Regions from separate parts of the Zea mays genome. Here region 2 is linked to region 1. The links are chromatin contacts, called in public Hi-C maps. All regions are on one chromosome and are shown on one strand. The core of a region is the stretch at or near the end of the contact, and the rest is flanking DNA. Distances in the headings are between cores, read along the strand shown. Region 1 holds the start of LOC100280258. Region 2 holds the start of LOC103636511.

Region 1 (7,901 bases), core at 3,759-6,258:
TTCGATCCTAGTACGTGCATGGGTCACATTCAATTTGTCTTCTCTGAAATTGGGTGTGATAACCATAATAATGTTGTCGTATGGTCTGTTACATACCATCAGACTAGTCCAACGCCCCTTAGAACTCTTTGATATGATTTCACAGACCGTTGGAGCTAACATATTGGTTGACAAGGTATTATTCATATGGTCCGATGATCAAGTGTTCTCGGGTGGTCTACATGGAGGCATCAGACCGATCCACTATGGTATTACAATCATGAAACACTAGGTTTAATGCCTTGAAAATCTCTTAAACTTGTCCAAATTCAAATATTTGAAAATAGGGTTTGATCCTTCTTTTGGGCCTCTCCTAAGCCACCTGTAGATAAAGACAACTAGTGTACACCACACTAAACTTATTAGACTTATCTAGATCAAACTACTAGTTCATACCCCTTTTTATAGTATGATTAAGGGGAAAACGTAGTACTAAACTATTCTAAGTGTCTCTCAACTCAAAACGATACTTAGAAATAGTTCATTCTTAACCTTGTCTTCAATCCTTTCAAAACTGTAACAAAATCTATAAATAGGGGCATAGGAACCATAGTTTGCCCAAAACAATTTCTATCATTGTGGCCTAACTTAAATTTGGCTCAGTAAAATATATGTTAGTTGCCATTATTCACCAAACCGTGAGGACCTTTGTGCTTTCAACCCCTCTGGTTGAGTGTCTGGTTCTTCCCTTTCATTAGCGATGAAATTTTATGGTGCTACGTACCATCTTTTGGGTGACGTAGGTGTTAAATTTATGATGTTTATGTTCATTATTCTCTTTCTGTTGGTCTCGCAGATGTTGATTTGCGTGCCATATTATTACGAAAGTATAAAGGTGGCAACAGTATTTAGCTTGTTGTAAGGGAGGTGGATTACTGGATTATCATACTACTGTCGGTTTTCCTCTGCAAGGAGTTGCTTTCGTTGCATGCATCTATTGGTTCCGCGTGTTAATAACTATTTTCCAATTCACAAACTGATTGTTTGCATACTTTTTGCAGCAGGAAAATCACTATATCGACTTCCAACTTTTTTATCTGTCGATATTCACATCGTGTTAACAAGTATTCCAAATTGATAATGTTATACTTCGGACCCGCAATAGGTGAGTGGCTTGACCACCCGATAATCCATTGCCTGGTTGTACGCTTTTACTTAACTATATTTCACACCTTCATAGAAAATTTGCAAAATTATAAAATGAGTCATTTTCTATATTACATCCTTGAAATGTCATTAGCACACCTTTCAAAAGTTTGATAATAATAATAATAATAATAATAATAATAATAATAATAATAATAATAATAATAATAATAATAATAATAATAATAATAATAATAATAATAATAATAATAATAATAATAATAATAATAATGTAGTCATTGATGAGTGGTGTCGTTTGGTTCAAGAAATGTAACGCAAATGGTAATGGTAATGGTTTACGCTCGATTACTGGCGTTAACAAGTTTGAATAAGCTGGTATCAATTTTTAGTGTGGTATTTAATTACGGTTGAACTAAAACAAACATGATTTAACGTTATCAGTTACCCATTACGTTACAAATATGTGAACCAAACGACACCAATGTTCTTTTCTTCCTTAAATAACACTTTTCACTTCTACCTTAGAGAAGCCATCCGGAAATAAATAACGTGGAACAATGCAGACACACAGATGAAATTTTATGGATCTCTGGTGCAAGCCGCGCCATTCGTTGTTCTCAAAATAGTGTACCAAACACATTTATCATTACAGGGTGGTAAGCAAATGGAAGAAAAAATTACAAAAAGTCCAGGTCAGATGGGAATAGAACGGACTAGTTAAAATGGAAGTTGAAAGAATTGCAATTGGCAATGAAGAAAGTAAACAAAAAAATCAACATTGTGATCAAGTCTAATTCACAGTTCCCTTTGAAGCGACCAGCACAGGATATATAGAGGGGAGTCTAATCAACATTTGGGAAGATCGGACGGCGGTGGGAGCAGCTTCTGGTGCGGGAGGCTGCCGTCGAGCACCAACCATGCCATCCTGAGGCCCCATGTTGTGTGCACCTCCAAGTGACAGTGCATGAACCATACCCCTGCATCACATTCATAAAGCACGCACGTGTGTAAGATAAAGGCACGCCTGCAGAGGGTATGTTAACCGATCAGAATGAATCTTAATTACCGGGGTTGTCGGCAAGGAAGCGGATGGCCACCCAGCCGCCGGCTGGCACGCCGACGGTGTTCCGCTCGACGGGGTCGACGAGGTTGAACTTGGGCGGGTCGTTCACCGGGTCGTAGTTGCCGTAGCCTTGGCCGACGACGAAGAAGTTGAAGCCGTGCAGGTGCAGCGGGTGGCTCTCGACGCCGAGGATGCTGGTGCCCTGCAACACCAGCTCCACGTTGGCGCCGTACGGGACGACCATCAGCTTGGTCCCGCTGGCCACGTTGGTGTTGTTTGGCGGCGTCCCCGTGTAGTTGAACGGCGTGAGGGGCGCGACGGGGAAGTCCGACGAGTAGACGCCGCTGGACAGGCCGGCGAAGTGCGAGTGCAGGAGCGCCCTGGTCGGGAGCACGAAGGAGACGTTGTTCACGGCCGCCGCGAACTGCGTCGTGTTGGTGGGGCCCAGGCACGTGGCGTTCCCGGGGCACGGGTGCGTGCCGAGCCCCACCGTGAAGAAGAACGCTCTGTCCACCGTCCGCGGCACGGCCGCCGGGTACTGCGGCGTCGCGAGGCTGCGGAGCTTGGCCGTGAAGTTGCCGACGAAGCTGGTGTCGTTCAGCTGCGGCAGGGTCGGCCTGTGGAGCGGCAGGGCCTTGTCGAAGCTCGCCGCGGAGGAGGATGGCGCGTCGGGGTACTCGTACTCGAGGATGCCGGCGACGGTGGTGTTGTCGAAGGTGGCCGGCCTGGCGGTGGAGTAGGGCTTGGCGGACATGTAGTAGTTGGCGCCCGGGTAGAAGGGCTTGGCTGCGAGGAGCACGTTGGTGGTCTGGCCCGGGGCGATGGGCAGGGTGTCGACGGTGAAGGGCTTGACGTAGACGGCGTCGACCTCGACGACGGTGAGCGAGTGGTTGGCGACGGAGAAGAAGAGCTCGTCGTTGAGCGCCGCGTTGATGAGGCGGAGCATGTACGTCTTCCCTGGCTTCACCTTCAGCTTGTACGTGTCTGCATGCCACACATTTAGTGGGTGGAACGTTTGGCGATAGATAGACATCGACGGCGTTCGACGGAATGGGAAAGCGCACCTATCTGGATCTGGATGCGTAACTAATATTTTTGTTTACGTAACACCGGCCCCGTTGGACCCACGCTGCCGGTACGTATGCTACGTTTTTTTGTGTAGCCGGATGTGTTCGGTCAAATACGAGTTGGATCCCATATATGACAGCGACGCTGTGCGAACATTCCCACAATGGCGCCATAGCTACCTTCCTTTTGTGATTTGAACACCTCATCCGCGTGTGGGTGTAGACCTTTATGTGTGCTTGCGACTAATCCAAACAAAAAAAGAAGTTAGGAGAAAGAAAGCACCTTTGGCAGAGCAATTGTAGAGCGGTCCTGGCAGGCCGTTGATGGTGTGGGCGTCGGAGACGTTCGGGCCAGCGCCGAGCTGGAGCGCCTGCTCGACCACCACCTCCGTGTCCGCCAGCCACCACTCACCTACCACGGCGCACAGAATCAGCACACAGGCCAGCAACCCAGCGAGGCAGCGACGCGAGCGGTCGCTCCGCCGTCGCTCGCGCGCGCCGGGGCTACTCACCGAAGATGACGGGGACCTCCTTGTACGGCGCCGGGAACGGGTAGGGGACGCCGGGCCTGGGCAGGACGACGAGGGGCCCGTAGACGGTGGCGCGCAGCCAGGAGATGTGCGCGTGCCACCACAGCGTGCCGCGCTGCCCGGCGACGGTGTAGTTGTACACGTAGCTCTGCCCCGTCTGGATCGGGCACTGCGTGATGTACGCCGGCCCGTCCGCCCACCCCGTGCGCAGCTGCCGGATACCGTGCCTGCATGCATGCAGCAGCTAGCAGTCAGCTTCATCAGCAACCGTACGTGTTCGATGTTCATTCGATCAGAGGCACATTATAATAATATTATGGAACAATTGGATATATACCATTAAAAGATCCAAACTTTAGATATATACCATGGACCCCGCATGTCATTGACTCATGTGAACCCACATGTAAATGAGATAGCAATGGTATGGATCCAAAGTGGTGATCTTTTAATGGTATGGATCCAAATTTCCCTAATATTATTATAGTATATAATATGCTACGTAACGAAATGATGATTCGGATTAATTAACGAGCTTCTGCTGCTGGTGTGTGTGTATATGTTGCGCGGTGCTAATTACAATTTACAAGTGGGTGGTACGTATGGTGCACCAACGCGCGCACTTAAATTTTGACTTGCATGGCCCGGCCGGACACCGGGCGGAGGGAGGCGGTAAGCGAGTACGATCAGATCACTTTACCAGTGCAGCGAGATGTTGTGCTGGGCCTGGTTGGTGACGCGGATGATGAGGCGGTCGCCTTCCCTCGCGACGATCTTGGGGCCGGGGAACTGCCCGTTCACCGTGACGATGCTCTTGGTGGCGCACAGCCGCGTCACGTTCGCCATGGTCACCTGCGCATGCATACATACATGCGAATTATAATGTAGGCACATGCTGCATGCATATGCGTCCATGCATTTTATGCACAAGTTGACAAGTAGAGTAGGTAGCATGAATGATACACATAGACATGCATGTTGTGGAACTAGCTCGATCGAAGACAACGTACATTGAAGTCGTAGTGCCTCGTGATGCCTTGCACTTGGACGACAACGGAGGCGAGGAGCATCAGTTGGGCAGCCGCCATGAGGAGGGAGGAGCATGGAAGAGCAGAGGAGATCGCCATGGCCGGCCACGCTAGTTGATGATGGACTGGTTCAACCTCTAGCTCTAGGCTCCGATAAGCAGCTATCCAGAGTTGCTCTTGAGGTCTAGTAGAGGGGGGACGACACGGCCGGCCAGGCGATCGAAGAGACGGAGGAAGAAGAAGAAGAACGATGTGTGTGTTGGGACAGCCAATAGGGTCCCCTCCTCTCCATATATAGCGCGACGTATAGGCAGCAGCGCTAGTTAGCAGTACATATGTCAACTACCTACCACCGCCATTTTCTTAGGCTTTCTGCGTGGTCGACAGGAACGACGCAGCTTGGGCAGGACTATGCAGTTCGGTGTGTGAGTGATTCGGTAGATGAACGATCAAGGGCAGGCAGGCAGGCGAGCTGCTCCGGTCGAGCTATAGCTGGAGGGCTCTAGCTTCGGAGTGTGGCCAACGTATGCGGCAACGACGATCGATTCATCTCTTTTTGACCATGCATGCATGCACCACTACTGGATCGCTGCTAGTTTAGTTTTCGCGATTCTGCATGCCGTCACATACGTTTTTCTGGTGCAAAAAGTTCGTCGAAAACTGGAAGGTAAACTGTACGCACGAAGAGTAGAAAACCGTCGTCTCCCTTGATTGGTAGTGAACCAGTGATGAAGGAAATCACGTCGCGCGCGATACCCCACTCCCACCTGTTAAATCTAAAAAAAATAGTGACAAATCTTCTCGCGGAATTCCCCCCGAATTCAAACAGCTTGCTCTGCATACATGTCTCTCGAAAGATCTTGACAATTGAATGTGTTGATGGATATGGTTCATTGGTCCTAACCCGTCCGTACTCGCTGGTTTTGGCACCTGACTAAAATCAGTGAAGAGAAGTGTCAAAATCTACAGATAATACATGATCTACAAGCGATTGCAAATCTTGTTTTTGAAGCAAATAATATGTATCACTAGTACACAGAAGCTCTATAGTGACGGTCCTAGAGCTATTTGCACTATCGTTTTTCAGTGCCGCCAGTGTTAGAGGCCAGTAGAAATCGGCCTTTTTCACATGCGGTTGTTTGCCAGCGTAAATAACATTATCACTGACGGTTTTCTTTAGCAGTCAGCTAGTGTAAACATCATTAGCACTGACGGTTTGCTTAAGAAACCGCATGTTGGCGGTGTCTTAAAAAGACCGCATGTGAAAATGATGTTTTCACATACGGTTACTTAAGAAAACCGCCAGTGCTGATAATATTATCACTGGCGGTTTTCTTAAGCAAATCGTCAGTGTAAATGTCATTTAGTATTGGCGGTTTGCTTAAGAAACCGCATGTGGAAATATATCGCATATCACCCTTCACACTTAATAAAGCAAAATTGATTGCGCACAGACCTTGACGTTGAAAAATAACATGTTTTCCTGCATTTTGACAGTGCCACCTAGATTTTCGCATGCACCAAGAAATAAAATAAGAAGGCCTTTTAGATGATATCCACGAATGTTACTTCCTAGTTAGGTTCTGCGGCTTAATCAAAACATCACACAGACAATGCACGATTCACGGGGCCCACCAATAATAACTCTTGGGAGGAGGGATTTTTTTTCTTGTTAGATATTAAGGCCCGGTTTAAATGTAATAGAACTAACGTATCGTTTGGTTACACAATTGTTGTAATGTCATGTGTAACAGATAACGTTAAATTGTATTTGTTTAAATCTAACCGGAATTAGATACCACAATGAAAACCGATACCGGTCTATTCAAACTTATTACCGCTATCAGTCGAGTGTAAATCATCACCGTTATCATTTACGTTACAACGCGTGAACTAAACAACACTTAATAGTTAGATACAAATATCCAAACAACCTAGCTTATAATTCAACAGTTAGCTACTTTTAGAAAATTATCTAATTGTTAGTCAACTATTTGTTGGCTAGCTAATTACTAGTAACTCTTTAGCCAACTAACTATTAGCGATATTGCATTCAGTCATGTCCTAAATCAATTGAAAAACAAGCATGTTCCTCACTGTCATCAACATGGTAAAGTAACTTCCTACCGCGTTCCCATTTCTCCAAGTGCAGAAGTCGCTGGACGCAGGGTTTTCACCAACAGTTCACTGAATCTACGAGCTGTAGGGTGTGCGTGTGTTTAAGAATGGAATGCGTGATCCCTTGCCATGGATAGCAAGACACCCATCTGTCCAGTAGGTGCTAGTGTGCTACCTGCATGGGTTGGTGTCTTAGCGTGTCTTCTTTCCTTGTACAATTCCCAAAGGAGAGAAGGATGCCTGACCCAACACGATTGAGCGATGCAACGTTTCCTCATCACATACTTTATTGACCGAAAAAGAACCAAGGAACGAGCCCGCGGACAGTAAAGTGCGTGCGTTGCAACGGGAACGTATAATAATACGATAACTTATATACAAGTGTGTGTTATATTGTCAACTTTTGCATCATCATACATACATATAAATTCTTTTTTTCTTGAACAACGCGGAAGAGTTGTGTGTCATTTCATTAATACATAGTACACAGAGGGGGTTACTCCCTCCAAAAAAATACGTCATGCACATCATACACATAAATTCTGACCAATAATCAAAGAATGATATTACATAACCACAGAAGCAATGAAACAGTTAACATTCACAAGGTTGGAACCTGAACCTTAAAAGGATCTTACTTTGCTTCGCAGTTAGGGTTGCAGGAGTGACAGATTCTACTCGCGTAGTTGGCCGCATAGCATCAACAAAAACCAAGTCATATCCATCTCGGTCTCCCTTCCATCATGACAGAACTAAAATGTTAATAGGATAAAAAGACCATGAATTGAAATGACCAGTTACAAGTTAGATCTCATTAAAATCAGACTCAACACAACCTTTGGCCTTTCTAACATAATGTTGTAAAACTCAGGAGCTTGATCTTCACTGTTGTTTTGTATATGTTTAATACCATCTTGCTTTTCGTACCATCTCCAAGAAGGGTAAACCT
Region 2 (7,901 bases), core at 3,807-6,306, 140 kb after region 1:
AAACAGTGCTTGGCATAGTCTTCTGTGAGATTCGCGAGAGAGTAGGTGGCATTTAATGCGCGTGAAATAATAATTTTAACATGTAGAAAACTTTAATACAAATCTAACGCGGCTTAAACGGAGCGAATTAGAATTATAACGCAAAAGATATAGAATATTCTAATAAATCAATGTCTGCGCATTTAAACGAAATTACATGGTACTCTCTGTAAAAATCCTATCTATACTTCCCTCCATCTCTCTTCTCACACATGGCACAGAGGAGGGGAGGGGGAGGGGGTGGGGGCAGCAGGGCCCACGCCGCCGACGGGGGACATGGGGCAGGGGGCCACGCCGAGCAGCGGTCATGGCCGCTGCTATGGTGATACGTAGGGCCTGTTTGGTTGAGCTTTTTTCTGACCAGCTTTTCTGAGAATCTAGCTGTGAGGAGAATCTGGCTGTGTAGAGAATCTGAGTATCATTAGGATTATGTGCGGAGGAAGATAAAGTTGTCCATAGGGCTTAGGATCTAGAAAGCGACGGATTTCTACGATTGCAACGACACAACCGATAAAGTGTTTATGTTGATTTCGAATGGTTTTTATTCAAACGAATTTTATAGAAGCTGGCTGAAAAGCTGAGCGTTTGGCAGCCCGCAGCAGCTTCTGGTGGCCAGAAGCTATAAAAAGCCGAAACAAACAGGGGCGTAGTGTGCGTTCAGAATGCCTTATTCCATGGTGCATACATGATGCCAGTTATGCCAGATGGAATCAACAAAACACCTTGAAATTAGAGCGATCCACGCACTTAACAAATAAAGCCAAAAAATTATGGAGCGACCAAGTACTGTCATATATATAATATAGTGATGTGTAACCCTCCAAAGCAACCAATCCATGCAAACGAGTGCATAAGTCCAAAATAAAATTAACCAACCAGTATTGAAGATAAAGCCAGCCTGCAACCTCTGTCAGTTCTATGATTATCCAAAAGTAAAAACACACAGTAAAAAATGCCTGATTGCATGTGAGGCCCCACAAGTGTAGTGTGTCTATTCGTGGGAGCAAAATAAGAAATCCCAAAATGAAAAGCCGTTGCAACAAGCAAACATGGCACAGTAGAGCAACCATGCTCTACTTTCTGTCTAGGCTCTTAGGCACTAGTGTTGAAGTTAGCTTTGCAAGGACGTTGAATCACCCAACTGTGACTTGGTTGCTGCTAGAGCTTCAGGAGAGCATTTGATGGGACAAAAGTTTAGCTCATTGCATCCAAACTGGGCCTCGACAGGGATAGAGAATTAGAGACGGACATCTCAGCAACCATCTGGAAGAGCAGTCTCCGACCGGAAGCAACTAACGACATTTTTTTGGCAAATCAAAATGTATGTTGGACAGTATCTGTCCTTGCTTCCACTGAAAAAAGGAAAGGAAAGAGGGCCATGCATGTTCCATCTTTGACCTGTCCACTCCAGCAAACCATCATGCCCGTTTGGCCCAATCTGGCTTGGCTTTAATCAATGATCATCTCATGTCTCGGCAACGGCAAGCGCCTCCGGATCTCACCAGCATCACATTCACAACATGGCAGCCAGAAGCTGTGCCTCATGCAGCTCCCTCTCTTCTTCTTGCAGACCGGAGAGAAAACGGCTGATAGCTGCCAAAAACTCATCGGCCATGGGCGTGTTGGCGCCGTTACTCTCGAGTCTCGATCTCGATACGGCGCGGCGGGTACGCTGTTGTTTTTGACTCGGACGGCGACGGCGTCATGTAGCGCGAGGGCCCCAGCCGGGCTGCGCTAGCTGTGGCCAGGTTGGCCCACCGCCCGTCCATCGCCGCCTTCCCGTGGCGGAGAGCGAGGACTGCGCCTCTGCCGGCGCCTGTAGCCGAGCGAGCACGGCAGCTGGTGCTGCTGCTGCCGCCGCTGGGATGGGAACCGCTCCGCCCGGTCGGTACACGTACACCACCGTGCCAGTCCACCGCGCCAGAATCTGACGTCACTCGGCTCGGCTGCGGACCGCCGCCCCACGCATTGCATTGGCACTGCCACCACCACCACGAGAGTACCGCCGGCGCTCAAGGGAGAAGCGACCGCACCAACCTGCGCTGCGCGGCTTTACCTTTACCCATTTTCCAGCCAAAGGCTTTGGTGCTCGGCGAGCTTTTGACCTCCCGCACGGGAACGGGCCACAGGGGCCGGGGGCGGGGACGGCCGGCCGGCCGGCGACGGACACAGTTCTGCATAGACTGCATTGCCGGTGCCGTGCGTCTCCGTGTGCGTGTGGGGCCTGCGAGGTGTCTGGCTGCTGCTTGCGCTTGCAGTGTCTGAAACTTTGAATATCTGCATGCTGCATTGCATGCATATGAGATATGAGCTTGTCATGCGTCTGTAGCTTCCGCGCTTCGCTAGTCAAGTTTACTGTTCTATCCCTGCTGTTGTTTTTTAAGGAAGCGGCAAAAAAACTTGCATGTTCAATATATTAGAAGAGAAAAAAAAAGAGAATCCACAAGACCGAAAACACACCGGAAAAAACAAAAAAAAGAGAAAAAAACAAAACAGAGAAACTAAAGTACAAAACCACCACCCACTGATTTATCTAAGATATACTAAAAACTCCTAACTTAATCTTTCACTAATTGTGCAACTTGGACCGTACATCTTTGCTGTCCCTAGAAAATTCTGTTATTTCTTTCCAACCATATATTCCATCAGAAGCAGATGAGAAGCCCATCGAAAATCTTCTTTGACTCCTTGCAGCAACGACTCCTTAATCTTTTCCACCAATCGTACAACGATCCCATGCTAGAAATGCCACTTAGAAAGGATAGATTGGCCCAAGAAAGGATCCTGCCCCACACCTCTGCAGAAAACGAGCAGTCTTTACATAAATGGGCCATAGTTTCCTGTGATAAGTTGTAAAGACAGCAAATTAGATTGCAAGGCCATCCCCGCTTTTGGAGATTGTCCGTAGTCAGAATTCTGTTAAGCAACAGGGTCCATGCGAAGAAGTGTCATTTGGGCTCAGTTCTCGCCTTCTAGATAGGACATATTTTGATTTTACAAAAAATCATCGTGAACTGAATTTTGTATGCGCTGCTTGAGCTGTATTTCCCATTCGCTGTCCACCACCATAAAATAGTATCATCGAGATCATTGATTTTATGTATGCTATTGATACCTTGCCAGAGGGAGATGAATTCTTTTATTTCATCATCTTGTATGTAAGGAGAGCAGAAGTGCATCCAGCGATTGTTTCTAAGGGCTTGGCACACCGAGATATTCTTCCTCTTTGCTTTCATGTATAAGGTTGGTGCAATGTTCCTTGGCGCCCGACCCCGAATCCAACTCGATCTCCAGAAATCAGTCATTTTGCCGTTTCCAATTGTTATAGTTGTGGATGCATTGAATAGATCGACATCTGCTTTATCACAAGGGAGTTGCAAGCGAGTACATGCTTTATCTTTATCCGTCCACCGAAGCCACAACCATCGAAGTCTTAACGCTCTTGCAAAGTGCTCTAGATCAAGGATGCCTAGACCCCCTTATTCTTTGGTAAACAAGTTGTGGCCCAATTCATCATACAATTACCCCCTTTACATGAATCCATATTTTCTCCTTTCCAAAGGAATTTTTTCCTGATCTTGTCAATCCTTTTAAGTAACCATTTCTGAGCTGGGAAAACATTTAGTAGATAAATCGGTTGGCGGTTGCGCGGTCAACACAGATTTAACCAAGGTTTTCCTACCTGCCTTTGAAAGAAGTCTACCTTTCCAGCTGACTAGCCTTTTATTGATTTTCTCTATTATAGGCTGGATTTCAATTCTTTTTATATTCCTGAAGTGTAGAGGTAGTCCGAGATACTTTCCAGGGAATTTAGAGTACTTGCCAGGAAAAACTTCCACTAAATTTGGCCATTCTAGATAACGTATCGGGAAAATTTTCGTTTTTCAAAATTGATCTTTAGACCCGAACAACCTTTGAAAGCTTCCAGAATTCTTTTCAGAACTTTGAGGTCTATTTTATCTGCTTTAACAAACACCCCCACATCATCTGCATATAGAGAACAACGAAACTTCGCCCCATTGGGTAATACCCCGCCCAAGAGCCCCTCATGAGCTGCCATTTCAATCATACGCTGAAGGAGGTCTATTGCGAGAATGAAAAGAAAAGGCGATAGTGGGTCTCCCTGACGCACCCCTCGCATGTGCTTGATTGCTTCAGTTTGTTGACCATTAATAATGATTTTGGAAGAAGATGAACCAAGGATGGTGGCTATCCAATCTCTCCACTTTTGGGTGAAGCCGAGAGCTCTTAGGACATCTAGGAGATATGCCCAATTAAGAGAATCGAAAGCTTTTGATATGTCTAGCTTGACGTAGAGCTGCCTGTTTGCTCTTGTGAAGTTTTTTAATTACCTTCTGGACATAGAGGAAGTTATCATGAATTGATCACTTTTGAATGAAAGCAAACATAAAGAACCTTCACCCAATCACTCCCTTAAAAAATATTTTTTTTCTCTCTAATATTAAAGATATCAATATTTATAATATTAAATATAGATTAACTATGAAATATATATTTACAATAAATTAGTTAGGATTACAATATTGGCTAAAAAATTAATCAAATATTAACTACTTGCAGCACACATTATTCTTCAGGGAACACGTGGAGTACAAAAAAAAATCGGGAGTGACGGTGACCTAAATCTGCAGGCTTTGTCATTACTCCAACAGTTTGTATGCTCCTCCAAGTCCACGCATTCGCGAAAAAAGAAACAAGAGAAGACAACCAAGGCGAGAAAAAATGTCCCCCCATGGGGAGGAAGAGGAGCAAACAGCGCACCGCCGAGGTCAGAAAGGCTGCACTGCGGATATTGAAAATGAAAAACGACCGTGAACTCCGAACAGCAAAAACTCTGTATATACCACACATAGAAGACATTAAGGTCTTATCGAGATTTAATCAGATTCGCATTAATTAATATTAGATTGGTATGAATTAAAATAAAAGTCCAAGTAAATTTTAATAGAAGTACCTAATACTCTCTCTGTTTCTTTTTATTTATCGCTGGATAAGGAGTACATGATTTCAGCGAGGGATTCGAACAATATCCAAACAAAACCTCAAGTGGCAAGCGTGTGGGGGTGGGGGAGGGAGAGGCTACAACCACGCACCAGTAGCAGCAGCCTCCACTACATAACCAACCGGCTATGCAGCTATGCTATGCTATGCCCTTCCTCCACATACAAGACCAACCGCAGATCAACACACGCAACTCACTCACTCTACTGCCTATCACCATCCTCTTCGCCTAGCGAGAAGGGACGCCATCCATCCATCCATCCATCCATGGAGCTCTTTGCAGCAGCCGAGGAGAAGCCGTGCAGGCTGTTCAAAAAGAGGAGCGGCGGCGGCGGCAAGGGGGGCATGGGCGTGCGCGCCGACGGCAGCGGCAAGGGCGGGTCCTTCTCCGGGCGGTGCGCGCGGCTCGTCAAGCAGCAGCGCGCGCGGTTCTACATCATGCGCCGGTGCGTCACGATGCTGGTGTGCTGGCGCGAGCGCGAGTACGCCTGAGTCCCGAGTCCTACGACTGGCAGAGGTTGCGGCGCCGCATGCAGGATGCAAGCAAGCTGAGACGAAAGGAGGAGGAGCAGCAGCAGGCAGCAGCCGAGCAGGTCCAAGAAGATGCTCGATCCGTCTCCTCTTTTAACCAGGAACCAAGAACCTTGTGTAAAGAGAGGATCTTTCTTTCTTTTTCTCCTGCTTTGTGCTCTTGTTCTTTTAGCCGTTGCAGGAGCAGAGAGAGAGCTATGCAGGCTAGATGATCACGGCGCCGCGCTGTTCCGATGTAATGCGAGCATCTAGTTTCTAGTATACAGGAACCTGAGCTGTTTAGCTAGTTGCTGGTGCCTCTGCGCCCCCTGTCTTGCGCCTCCTCGATGCCGTGCGGTCGTTCCTCATCGGAGACCGAATCAACTGTTGCTCTGCTATTTCTTTACAATTTCCGCCTGCAGTCCGTAATAATCCTGAAAAGCGGTCCAGAAAATTATCACCAGTTAGCTTCTCACTGCCAAATGCATGTGTCGGATCAGCGATCACCACGTTACAGCTACTTTAGTTTTTGAGGACATATCTGGTGCACATGGAGGATTGGTGCACATGGTGCACATATTAAATCACCATCACTCATTTTAAATCTAATGTCTCTAGTTGATCATTCAATTTACAAATAACACCTTCCACCATTACACACCACCACGTTGGAGGGTGTCCTTAGCAAAATATACCAAACAACTAGAGACGTTAGATCTAAAATGAGTGGTGATGATTTAATATGTGCACCATGTGCACCAATCTTCCATGTGCATTAGATATGTTCTCTTAGTTTTTAACCTTGATACTGAGTCACTGGCAGGGTTTTACGGATGATAATCACCTGGACTTACCATAATTGCATTATGTAGTAGTCAAGGCCGAAGAGGGTGTTTTGCCATACTACTCTCGCCACTGTAGACGCATATGGAGGCAAGGTGAACTAGACAATCTATTTGACAATTAGAGGGTGTTTCATGCTTCACACAATCACACCAGAGCAATGCATGTTTACTCTCTCACTTTGAAATCACCCAAATTTGGTATTGCTTAGAAAATTTATTTTGTAAGGCTATATCCATCATTTTACTCATTCTCATCTCTCATTTTCAAACTTCTTCACAATGTAAAATATTGTTTTGCACCATTCGTTTTTTCTTCCTACAAGAAGGGACAATGAGATTAGAAAAGCTGTGTTTTTTGCGCAGCGCCAAAAATCCATCCAGTCTGTGTTTGTGAGTGCTTGCACAGCGTACTTGCAATCTCTCTCAGGTCAGGCGTCAGACATATAGATGGCCAAACGGGCCAGCCCGGCCCGACCCGTGGTCGGCACGTCCCGCCAGGCCCGGCTACCGAATCGTGCCGTGCCAGATGGGCCGGCGTGCCGCTGCCGCGGCCCAGGCACGGCCCGTCAGCCTGCTAGTCGTGCCGGGCCGGCCCGGTGGCACTATGGTCCATCTGATTATATTGTATAATTTAGCAAAAAATGTGCAGTTTTGGGGGTTTGAACTCACACAACCTAGTTCATAAGAGGCTTAAACGCATCCATCTAACCAGTGCAGATGTAGTTTTATTGTGTTATATGTTGAATTCTTATACTTAATATATGTAAACTATTATTTTTAAAATAAAAAATGTAACCGTGTCGTGCCCGTGCCAGCACTACGGGTCGAGATAGTGGCCCAGGCCCGGCACTATAGCCGTGCCGTGCCAGGCACTGGTACTATACTAACCGGGCCGGGTCGTGCCTGAACCGTGCTTTTTCGTGTCGTGCCTGGGCCGGCCCATCGTGTTAGTGCCAAATGGCCATCTATAGTCAGACATCTGCCGCGTCTATCTAGATACGATACATATACATACACCAGCAGAGGCTGTTTTACAGTCGTCTACTACGACTACAACTAAGACTACGAGCATGCCAACCCACTGTTCATCCAGAGCAGTGCACCAGTATTAACCAGAGTATTCTAGTAAGCTAAGCATCATCATCACCATCCATCCTCTGCAATGACCTCTGTCAATTGACAGGAGGGATGCATTCTTTGGGTTTGGAGGCCTAGCTCTGGCCTACTAGTGCTAGCATGACTGACGGCACCAGTTTTGCATTCCTGCCACGCATATTCCCCTGCCCATGCTTCCTCTTGCTCTGCATCTCGCCCTTTAAACTAACACGCTGCTCCTCTTACGTCGGAGCGGGTTTGTTTCAGCGATCCATCGATGCTGAAGATGCCAGGGACGGACCCATGCTCGCTGCCATGCTATGCTACTAACGCTTGCATTGCATGCAGCGCAGGATCATCAGCTGCACCACACCAGTGGTCCTGCGATCC

Evidence for each region. Hi-C and Micro-C count contacts between places; a contact is called where the count stands out from the background.
Region 2: a Hi-C map of leaf shows a contact between it and region 1, with 1.9 times the contacts expected there. The contact joins the promoter of LOC103636511 here to the promoter of LOC100280258 in region 1. A contact is called at or near these places in 2 of 25 Hi-C or Micro-C datasets (leaf and seedling).

What each region holds. Positions count from the first base shown.
Region 1 is chr8:175,252,130-175,260,030 of Zm-B73-REFERENCE-NAM-5.0, forward strand. It overlaps LOC100280258, which reads right to left and starts at 5,009. Exons shown (of 6, transcript NM_001153186.1): 1 at 4,817-5,009; 2 at 4,507-4,658; 3 at 3,789-4,033; 4 at 3,560-3,688; 5 at 2,213-3,193; 6 at 1,728-2,123. The coding sequence starts at 4,933. The coding sequence ends at 1,993. LOC103636508 (histone-lysine N-methyltransferase ATXR3) reads right to left here. Exons shown (of 7, transcript XM_020543382.1): 6 at 7,789-7,899; 7 at 7,413-7,687. The coding sequence ends at 7,547.
Region 2 is chr8:175,394,843-175,402,743 of Zm-B73-REFERENCE-NAM-5.0, forward strand. It overlaps LOC103636511, which reads left to right and starts at 5,057. Exons shown (of 2, transcript XM_008658853.4): 1 at 5,057-5,231; 2 at 5,233-5,977. The coding sequence starts at 5,190. The coding sequence ends at 5,553.